2 separate regions of the Mus musculus genome follow, and region 2 is linked to region 1. Evidence: chromatin contacts called from public Hi-C data. All regions are on one chromosome and are shown on one strand. The core of a region is the stretch at or near the end of the contact, and the rest is flanking DNA. Distances in the headings are between cores, read along the strand shown.

What was found. Hi-C and Micro-C count contacts between places; a contact is called where the count stands out from the background.
Region 2: a contact with region 1 is called in a Hi-C map of uterus, with 4 times the contacts expected there. The contact joins two enhancer-like sites. A contact is called at or near these places in 2 of 15 datasets of contacts at CTCF or cohesin (embryonic stem cells and large pre-B cells), 16 of 484 Hi-C or Micro-C datasets (B cells, ECoMG myeloid progenitors, the G1E-ER4 cell line and 10 more) and 5 of 115 datasets of contacts at active chromatin or transcription factors (astrocytes and embryonic stem cells).

The regions. Positions count from the first base shown.
Region 1 is chr5:53,354,193-53,359,119 of GRCm38.p6, reverse strand. No RefSeq gene overlaps it. Among named protein-coding and RNA genes, the nearest start is that of Gm40303, 90 kb to the right of the region's middle. Within about 2 kb of position 2,004, at least 47 of the 459 cell types and tissues checked have an H3K27ac peak or open chromatin away from gene starts, as enhancers often do. A contact at or near this core is called in uterus, where this site is marked.
Region 2 is chr5:53,877,365-53,882,201 of GRCm38.p6, reverse strand. The region is part of intron 15 of Tbc1d19 (TBC1 domain family, member 19); the gene reads right to left. Among named protein-coding and RNA genes, the nearest start is that of Gm40305, 48 kb to the left of the region's middle. Within about 2 kb of position 1,746, at least 26 of the 459 cell types and tissues checked have an H3K27ac peak or open chromatin away from gene starts, as enhancers often do. A contact at or near this core is called in uterus, where this site is marked.

The sequences.
Region 1 (4,927 bases), core at 755-3,254:
CACATCACACCACATGTACACACCACACAACACCACATACTCATCATCACACACATACATACACCACAGGTACACACCAAACATAACACACCACTACACACACACACACACAACTCAACCACATGTACACACCACACAATATCACACATACTACACACCCCATACCACAGACACATACACCACACACAAACACCAGACACACCCACCAAACATACACACATCACACACACACAAACCGCAGTAAGAACCTCGTTAGTCTCTGAATACCAGGGATGCAAATGCCCTACAGATATCATGGTTCATTGTTTAACAAATGAGAACACTCAAGCCAAAGCAATCCAATCATTTGTACAAACTGACAATGCTTTAGGCTTTCTTTAATTTCTAACTGTATCTCTCCCCATCAATAATCGTGCTCCGTTTAATTTAGCCCAGGGCCCCACAGAGTCTTTACATACATACAGGTGAGTGAGTGTTCCCCTCAGAGAGAGAAGATTATATTTATCTATCTCTTAATACAAGGCAGGACTTGAGGGACCCCAAATGGAACAGGACATCATTTCAGGGAGATGTCCACACTCAACTTGGTAGGTTTTGGAAAGGCTTCCGAACACAAGCTGCTACTGCTGTGACCCCAGGCAAGGGCAGGTGACAGAGCAGGGGCAGGGGTGGGGGTGGGGGAGAGGCGGGGACACATGAGGCAGGGCTGGTGGTGGTGAGACAGGAGGTCACCTGTGACAGAGGAATGGATGGGGTTTCCCCTGAAGGTGCAGAGAGGGACGTGAGGCTGTAGGCTAGAGCCTTGTGTGGTGCAGCAGGAAGACACCCCGTCTTCAAGCCCTGCCATTTTAAAGGAACAAGGCTGCTGACATTTTGGGAAATGAGCAAACAGGACTAAGAGCTGGGGCCCACCAGAGCAGCAAGAGACAAAGGAAAGCTGAGAGTTAGCTCTTAGCTACAAGTGGAGGAAGAGGAATCCAGTTTCGAAAGCACGACAGGTTTTTCTCTTCCGGTCCTCATCTTCCAGTCCTCATCTTCCAGTCCTCATCTTCCAGTCCTCATCTTCCAGTCCTCATCTTCCAGTCCTCATCTTCCAGTCCTCATCTTCCAGTACTCATCTTCCAGTCCTCATCAGATTCCAGAAGTGAGAAAAATACAGATTCCTAAGCCAGTTGCAACCCGGCTCTACCCTTTTCTTTTTCTTTGAGATTTCCAGGTACACAGACATGGCAAACTTTGTGACTTCCTTGGTGACTGTCCCTTCCTGCCCCTGACCTCTGTGTCCTCTCCCAATGGCTTTGCCCTCCTGCAGTTTGCAAAGAACACAGGTGAAAAGAGGAGGAAGAATTGGAAAAAAATCCCATCTCCCATCCCCTGGGGGTTGTGGGGGGTGCTCTCTGATTAACCCGAATTTCAGATTTCTCTATTGTGTGTGCGTGTGTTGTGATTAGGTGGGTATGGAGGTCGGAGGACAGCTTGCAAGAGTCAGTTCTCTCCCTCCAATTTCTGTGGGTCCTGAGGATCAAACTCAGATTTTCAGGCTTGCTATGGGCTATCAGGGATGAGTCAACTTGCCAGCCCCCACATGATCCTCCTTAGAAATGCAGGCAGGGGTGAACATTGTCCAAGGCTCTCCCTTGGAATTCTCCCTGCAACCAATTTGAGAGCCTGTGCACAGGGGATGGGTTGGCCTCTCCCTTGCCCCCACCCCCACCCCGTGGCTCTCCAGTCATTCTTCCCTAAAGGCAGATGGGTATCTAGAAGTCTTTCACAAACGGCTCCAGGGGAACCCAGGAAGCTGTCAGCACAGACCTGGAGCCGAAGGGGTCAGCCTGGAAGTAATCCACTGGCGTGTGGCTTCTCCCCGAAAATAGATCCTAGGCCCACCACAGGCTTGCTGTTGTAAGACAAGGCAACCTTTGAACCAATTTAAGAGGTAGATTTTTCAGCCGGCAAAGCCAGTGCACATACACAGAAGAGTTTTAGAGCCCAGTGGAGGCTGAGTCACCAAGAGAGGACGGCTGGCTCATGAGACATCTCCCCGACTTGAAGGCTTCCAGGCCAAGAAGAGATTTGTAACCCGTGCAACACAGAAATAGCAGCCATGCCCCCACTAGCTCTCCCATCTCAGGAAGGCCTTTCTCATCTCACACCAGTGAGACCTGTCCTCACCACTCATCCTCTCCCTCTGCGGCCTACACATTCTCCGACCCAGTCTTTCCACTTCAGAATGATGGAGTGTCTCCTTCTAAGGGACTTTGGCCTCTCACAGGGAGGAAGAAACGTGCCCAGTAGGCCCTAAGGAAATGCTCACGGGGTGGACCAACAGACTCCTCGTTCTTCCTTCAACTAAGCACATGTTCAAGATCCCCTCACAGGACTGCTTCATGCTCATCTAGAGCTCAGTGCTCTATTCCATCTTCCTCTGTAGCCAAATTACCCTACCCAACACACACACACACACACACACACACACACACACACACCTCACACACACCTCACACAAACACCATACACATACACACACATACACACACCATACAAACACCACAGGCACACACACACACACACCTTACACTAAAATTAATAATAATAATAATAAAGTATTGTTTATGCCCAGAAAGAATTAACAAATCAACTCATAATAAAGTAAGACAATTATAATAATATAACCTAATAAACATTTTGTGAGTGTGGGCTCTCTCTCAAAATGTCTACCGTCTCTCTACTTAGAAGAAGCCCTGCGTGGCTTCTCCTTGGCACAGCCCAACCCACTACAATCCGCTCTTGTTCTCTGAGGATGAGGTCAAGGAAAGTGAGAGTTGCGAGGACCTTGGCACTATGACAATGCGCCTATCAATCTGAAAATGGAGTCAGCTGTCTATACGAAATGTTCCTCCCACTCCAAAGGGAAGAAGATAATTGATTCTTATATGATTCAAATACGAGTGACCATGGACTGGGAACACAGGTTCCCCTTGTCCCAGAATAATGCATCCCAAGGTGGAGACAGTTTGGAGAACTTTATAGCTAAGGACAGGATTAGGGACTCAGGCACTGTCTGGTAGCATTCTTGGTTTGGAGGTGGGTGAAGGTTAAGCTCTGGTTCCTGTATTCCAGCAGGATTTACCTGATCACAGGAAGGATGTTACTAAAGATAGGAATGATAAGAGGCTATTAAGCAGACCAAAGATAACCAAAGAGGAGCCTGGATCGACAGCATTCCAACTCTTCGTAATCGTTACATTTTAATCAGTTCATCAGCCCAGTGGACTCTTTAACATAGGTGTGGCTCTTTTCTTCTTCTTCTTCTTCTTCTTCTTCTTCTTCTTCTTCTTCTTCTTCTTCTTCTTCTTCTTCTTCTTCTTCTTCTTCTCCTTCTCCTCCTCCTCCTCCTCCTCTTCCTCCTCCTCCTCCTCCTCCTCCTCCTCCTCCTCCTTCTCCTCCTCCTTCTCCTCGGAACTCAGTTCACGCCCATCCTGAAATCAAATAACCCACTGCATGGTGGCTTCCAGAGGAGAAGGACCCTTTGTTGGGGGGGGGGGGCGGGGGAGGTTCTCAAACAACCAAGGTTTAACCACCTGCTCAGCATTTAACTGCTCAGAAGAGGCCAGATTAACCAAGCAAAAGACTCCCATGGATCCTTTGTGCCTCTATCAACCCAGCCAACTTCCCTGGAGCTTTGGGGACCATAGGGACAGTAATAAACTGAATTCCTGCAGTCCTCCGGAGGGATACACTCTGGCCGGTGAGAAAGGATGCTAGCAGGTCGAGTGAGAGGTGCTGAGGCCACAGACAGGACTTCCCCAGCTCCACCCTCCTCTTCTGGGACCCTCCCTCCTAGAGAAGTCATGGTCCTGTTTGCATGTGGCGTTGCTGCCCCCTCCTGGGAGATGCTGGCAGCTGCTCCTCATTCCCGAGCCGCCCAGCCTGTTCCAAAGCCTCTGTCTGCACTCACCATGGGGGTAAACTTTTTCATTGAGATCATTCCCATTAAAATCACCCAGGTCAGCCAGGCTGGTGGCTGTGGAGCAGGCCTGTAAGCCCAGCCTAGACAGGAGGATTTGGAGGTCGAGGATGGTCTTAACAACTTAGTGAGACTCTATCTCCTGAGAGTAAAAGCAAAGAGCAGAGACAGGATATTGCACTTGCTGACTTGATCAATATTAGTGGGGTGCCGGAGATGGGGGGGGGGAGGAGTGGAATCTATTAAACTTGTCTTCCTTCTTTTGGTTCATATTCCTTGGGTCTTCATTTAATCTGTCTTTTTGTCCCCAACCGGCAGCTCCCATCAAGAGTGGAGTTTGGCACACAGGGTGCCTCTGTGGCCTCAGGAAGGCAGGGACTGATGCTCCAGAGCCTATCAGCTCTGGCCACTTGGTGCCGTGGCACCCCTTGCCTGAGAGCAAAAAGTTCCTTGAACCTTGAACATTATGGGGGGAAGGGGGGGGGGGAGCGGTGCACACTTGCAGATCATCTGGGCCCTAAGGTACACCTGCTTCCAGACAGTGCTCTTGCCTAGCATGAATAAGCTTTGGCTTATAAAGTAGGCTGAGATAGCTGGGGCTAGCTCAGTTGGTAAACTCCACCTAGCCCTGGGCTCATCTCCAGCATGGCCTAAGACCCAGTGTACCAACATATGCTTGTAATCGCTCAGGAGCTAGAGGTGGGAGGGTCAGAAGTTCAAGGTCATCTTCTGCTGCACAGTGAGTTTGAGGCCACCTGAGGTACCGGAAATCCTGACTCTAAAATTAATAATAATAAAGTATTGTTATGCCCAGAAAGAATTAACAAATCAACTCATAATAAGTAAGACAATTATAATAATATAACCTAATAAACATTTTGTGAGTGTGGGCTCTCTCTCAAAATGTCTACCGTCTCTCTACTTAGAAGAAGCCCTGCGTGGCTTCTCCTTGGCACAGCC
Region 2 (4,837 bases), core at 497-2,996, 520 kb before region 1:
ACCAGCCACCTAGCCTGAGTTCTAAGAACTCACAGTTGGATCTCAGTCTAAAGCATGCCCATCCATAAAGGACATGGGCTGTTCCCAAGGCTTGCTTGTGCTATGCTGGGTCAAACTCCGGCTCCCTGTGATGCCTACTTTGTAGTCCCAATTTTGACCATGAAAGTCATATACAACCCTTCTGGAAATGTGCAGAAATGGTTAATTTTGCCCCAGCTCTGTCACAAGTGGGAACCCTCTGAGGTTCTATGAGGCTCTTGATTTGTTCCTCAGAAAAAATAGTCTGGCACAGATCCCCATTTTATTCTCCTCTGAAAGCCGATGACTAAAACCTCTAAGTATTTTCCTCCCCACACAGCCACAGCTAAGACAGTGCATTTAGACAGTTGTTTTTGGACCTGAGTAGGGTCTGTGTTCTTATCTGCTACATTTCTTCTTTGTGAACTATTCCGGTTGGGAGATAATTAATGGGTTTGGATTGTTATCTAATGTGCTTGCTAGTCTCCCGGATACATACTATCTATGTTCTCATTCAAGGCAATATAAAAATGGTGACAGAGAAAGGGTGAGGATAGTAACTGTCCCTAGGCTTCAGTGCATGGCCCAGTGCCCTGCTGCAGTCAGTGAAGGCCATGACTGGTGACAGCATACTTGCTTGGCCAATCTAGTTTTGTCACTTAGGAGCTTTTTGTGTCTTTCAGTAAGCTTCTTAACTTCTGCAAGCGTCACTTCCCTTATGCACAAATCAGAGAACATAAACCTACTTTACATGGTTAAATGAGATAATAACTATGGCTCAGAAGTAAAATGCATGGGTTTGTAGTAAATGTATACAGTTGATATAGGCATTCACAAAATAATGTCAGTATTTCTTTGTTAAAAACAATTCAATAAGAGCATCATCATGGGAACCCCGTTATTATTGTGAGCTAGTGTGCCAGACCACCCAGAAGTTAGGCAGCAGGGGTCTGAAGTGTCACCTGCTCTAAGTCTAAAGAACTCTTTCTCCGGTGTCTCACCTGAAAGCATGAGGCACATTTATAATACACTGGGCTACTTTGGCAGCTTCTGGTGCTTATTAAGGTTCTTGTTATCGCTCTTTGTTTAGCCTCTATGCTTTGAAAATGGTCTCCCTTTTAATGCCCAGCAGGCCCTCCCTCCCCTACACTAGGAGGCTGAGGTCACTGGCATGAACTCTGGCCTGTCTGTTGTTTATTCCTGACTATTTCTTACTTGCATCCTCAGCAGGAAGACATTTCCGTTCCCCTTTCAGCTCGCTAAATCCTGTTTCCTTAACTTCTCCAGCTGTCAGCAAGATAATTCCACTGTGAGCTAGGAAAAGCTGTTATGCTTTTAAAGGAGTATTTACACAAACAAATAGTAATATGGAGCAGAGAGAGAGTGGCCAGGAAAACAGACCATTTACCCATTGGCTGGCTGTACAACAAGCCTGCCAATCCCTGATTTGGAATCGTGTCCATCAGCTCTCCTTCCTCCTTCACGTTTATTATCCCACAAGTATCTCCTGAACCTCTAGGATATGCTGGATGTTCTTCTAAGGACTGCAACTGGCCGTTTGTAATGGAAAAATCATAAAATACGTTTCTACATTCAGACAGTAATAAATGCTATCAAGAAAAATAGCAGACTAAAGAGGGATGAGGGGCACAGTCAGGCCAGGCAAAGGGAGAAGAAGCCAGTGGCTGGATGCTCTGGCAGCCAACCGACGGCTGTGAGGAGAAAAGTTCACTGTGCACAGCTAGTGTAAGGAGGATGGCCGGGCTCTGTCCTTCTATTGTGGAGCATAGAAGCACAGTGACCTTCTAAGTTTTGTATCTTTAGTTTCTATGGAAACCTTTCAACCAAAGATTTTATATATAACCCTCCCACTCCTATATATGCCCTCATCACAATCAACATTCTACACTCCTTCCCTTTACTTTCCCAGACACCTTTACATGTAGTATATTTTCTGCCTATACAGTCCTAACTTCTGATAGCCAAATCGGGGGTTTCTCTGCCTGTGGTGGTTAGATTTGCTTCAGACAACTGAAGGTTTCTCTCAACCTTGACCTTGCCATGGCAATGATGAGCAGGGAGGAGTGAGCTGTTTCCCAAACCTTCTGCTTCTGTAGTTTGTTGTTCTGTGGTTCTTCTGGCCACTCCTAATCTCAGCTAGTTCCAAGACTCTATCATACTTACCTCCACGCTCTCTCTACCAGATTCTCATTATTAACCTTTAATTCAAACTGTGAAATCCCGGCATCCTGCCTCCTTCTGGATGCTGTTTCTATGATTGCTTAGCACATGCCCTGACATACAGGAAAAGACCCTTTGGACTATTATTGCTTTCTAGTTCTCCTTTGGTTCTGGTACCTGATATAGAATGTAGTCTCTTTCTGGTCAACTGGGCTATATCACCAACATCATTCCTTTTCTCCACCCTACAAACAGGACTGTAACCTTCAATCCTGAAGAGGATGCTTTCCTATTCAACCTTTGAGTGAGCAGGGCTCTAGGCAATGATCTTCCTCACTAGCCCTGCCCCTGGCTTACTCCTTCAAAGTGTTTTCTTTTAATACCCTATTATTTTAGAATTTTATATAATGTATTTTGATCGTACTCAGCAACACTCTAGAATCAGCTCCCAGTAGTCCTTGAACTTCTCACCCAAAACAGTTCATCACAGAGCACTCCTGTACTAGCGGACCTACCCTGACTGGATGAGGCATGACTCTCTGTATGCCCAGACAACACTATGCAATTCTGGCTCTGTCACTGCCTATAGATATGGAGGGAGGTAAGTTATTTAACTTATTTATTCTTCCACACTTTCTCAGGCTAAGGACAGTGACCCTAAGCTGAGGTCACTCTTCTTAGTGACCACCCCATATTTCCAGGCCCAGTTTCCTAAAGCCAGCTCACAAAGCTTGACGGTTCTTTTCCGTCCTGAATATATATACCGCAGGATGCAGATGTGGTCCCAGGGTCGTTCTCTGTGCAATCATCAGCAGGACGGGAAGGAGGTGTGCTTATTGTACTCTAGGAATGGTGGAGGAGACAGAGAATCCAAACCTGGCCTTCCACAAGGTTATTAGATTCCAGCTCTGGCTTACAACTTTTAGTATTTGGATTTATGACAGATGTGAGGGTGATGGCCTGCCTAGTTTTTCCCTATAGTGTTGCCAACTGGAAGGTGAGATAGCAAAGCAATGTGGGTACTACAGTACAATACTTGACAAGTCAGCAATTAACACAAGACGTTTTCCTTCTCTATCTCTCTGGCCTATTTTTATTTTTGTAAAACACAAATTCGTTGAGCATAGGATAGATATTACTTATCCACCCACTAAGATAAGCACTGTGACAAGAATATAATTGTGCTCATTACATGCTTGCAGAAAGAGACACGAAGCCTGCAGAGTCTGACTCTGCTATTTTTGAACCGTTTATTTAGTTACCTCCATCTAGGGCCTGTAATTGGGCACTGGTGAGCTCTTACCTGTGGTTCTACAAAAGCCTTCTAATTTCTGCTCCTCCCTCCAAATGCTCAGCTCACTCACTAACCAAATTTCGAAATTGCTCATTATCTTCTGAAAATAGTGCTGAGACTATGAGGAAGGCCTGCATGTCCACAGGCTTCTGCTGTCCGTTCATTCACCCCACATGTAGCTCAGCTGGCATGCATCTCTGCTTCCTCTGTTGTCTGATCCTGAGTCCGGAGTCTCTGAGGTACAACACACTCACCATCGGCAGGCTTTCAGATGTCAGTAGCTTTCCCTGATAATTCTGTATACAATGCCTCCTCTCAGAACCCCACTAAAGGGAGCTATACCCTAACACCAAAACCCTTACCCTAAATCTCTTAACTACACATTCAACTTGATAGAGCACCTGCATTCTTATGCCCCACCCCTGTATATTTGAAAATAAAATAAAATATTTTTTAAGAACCTGTTTTTGTCTTCCCCTGTTAAGCCTCTACTAAAACATTTCAACCAGTGAGTTGAAATGGACCTATTGTTATTTCCAACTACTACAAATTCTGATGATCTGCTAAGTGAGACAGCTTAATCAGGACAAGGCATTTTTAATAAGGATTACAGAGATTGGACTAGTGATCTGCATAGCAGCCCAAAGGGCTGTGCACATCAATATCACTCATGTTTACTTACATTTTCATTACATTTTCCTAAGATCTGAAATCATCAACTGTCTACATAAGCAAGGGCCTCATTAACATCATGCATTATCTGCAGAATCGAGCTCAGCATCCTCTATGAGGTGACAGATAATGCAATTACTGTTTGTAAGTACAATGAGGGCCTGTAAATAAAACCACTAAAGTAAAAACTTACTGTAAGTGTGTGATAAGACAGAGCATAGAATGTTCTCTATGATGCAATGGAAAGAACAAAGGCTCAGTGAAGTCATAGAGTCATGAGTTTGAATTCTTTGTGACTTTGGTTAAGTTATCAATTTTCTTTGAACTCTTATTTTATGAACTTTTACCGAGTTCCCCTCAAACATAACTGAGTGTTTAGAGTGTACTAGCATAATCAATATAATCTTCAGTACAACACAGATATTCAATGCCCATAGCTATTTAATGCTTTCCAAATGGAAAGTAACACATGTTAGTTTGAGCATAAATCCAAGACGAGCCTGACTAAGATGAAAGAGGGCTCCAAAAAGTCTCCATGAAGGACACAGTAAAATCTTGGCAAGGGAGGGAAGCAGAGAACCCAAGGAGCGTCCCAGGACATGCACTGGGTTTCTTTGATCGTAGGGTTGTTTCTTCGCCAGTTTCAAGAGCCCCTCACTCTTTAGCTGTTCA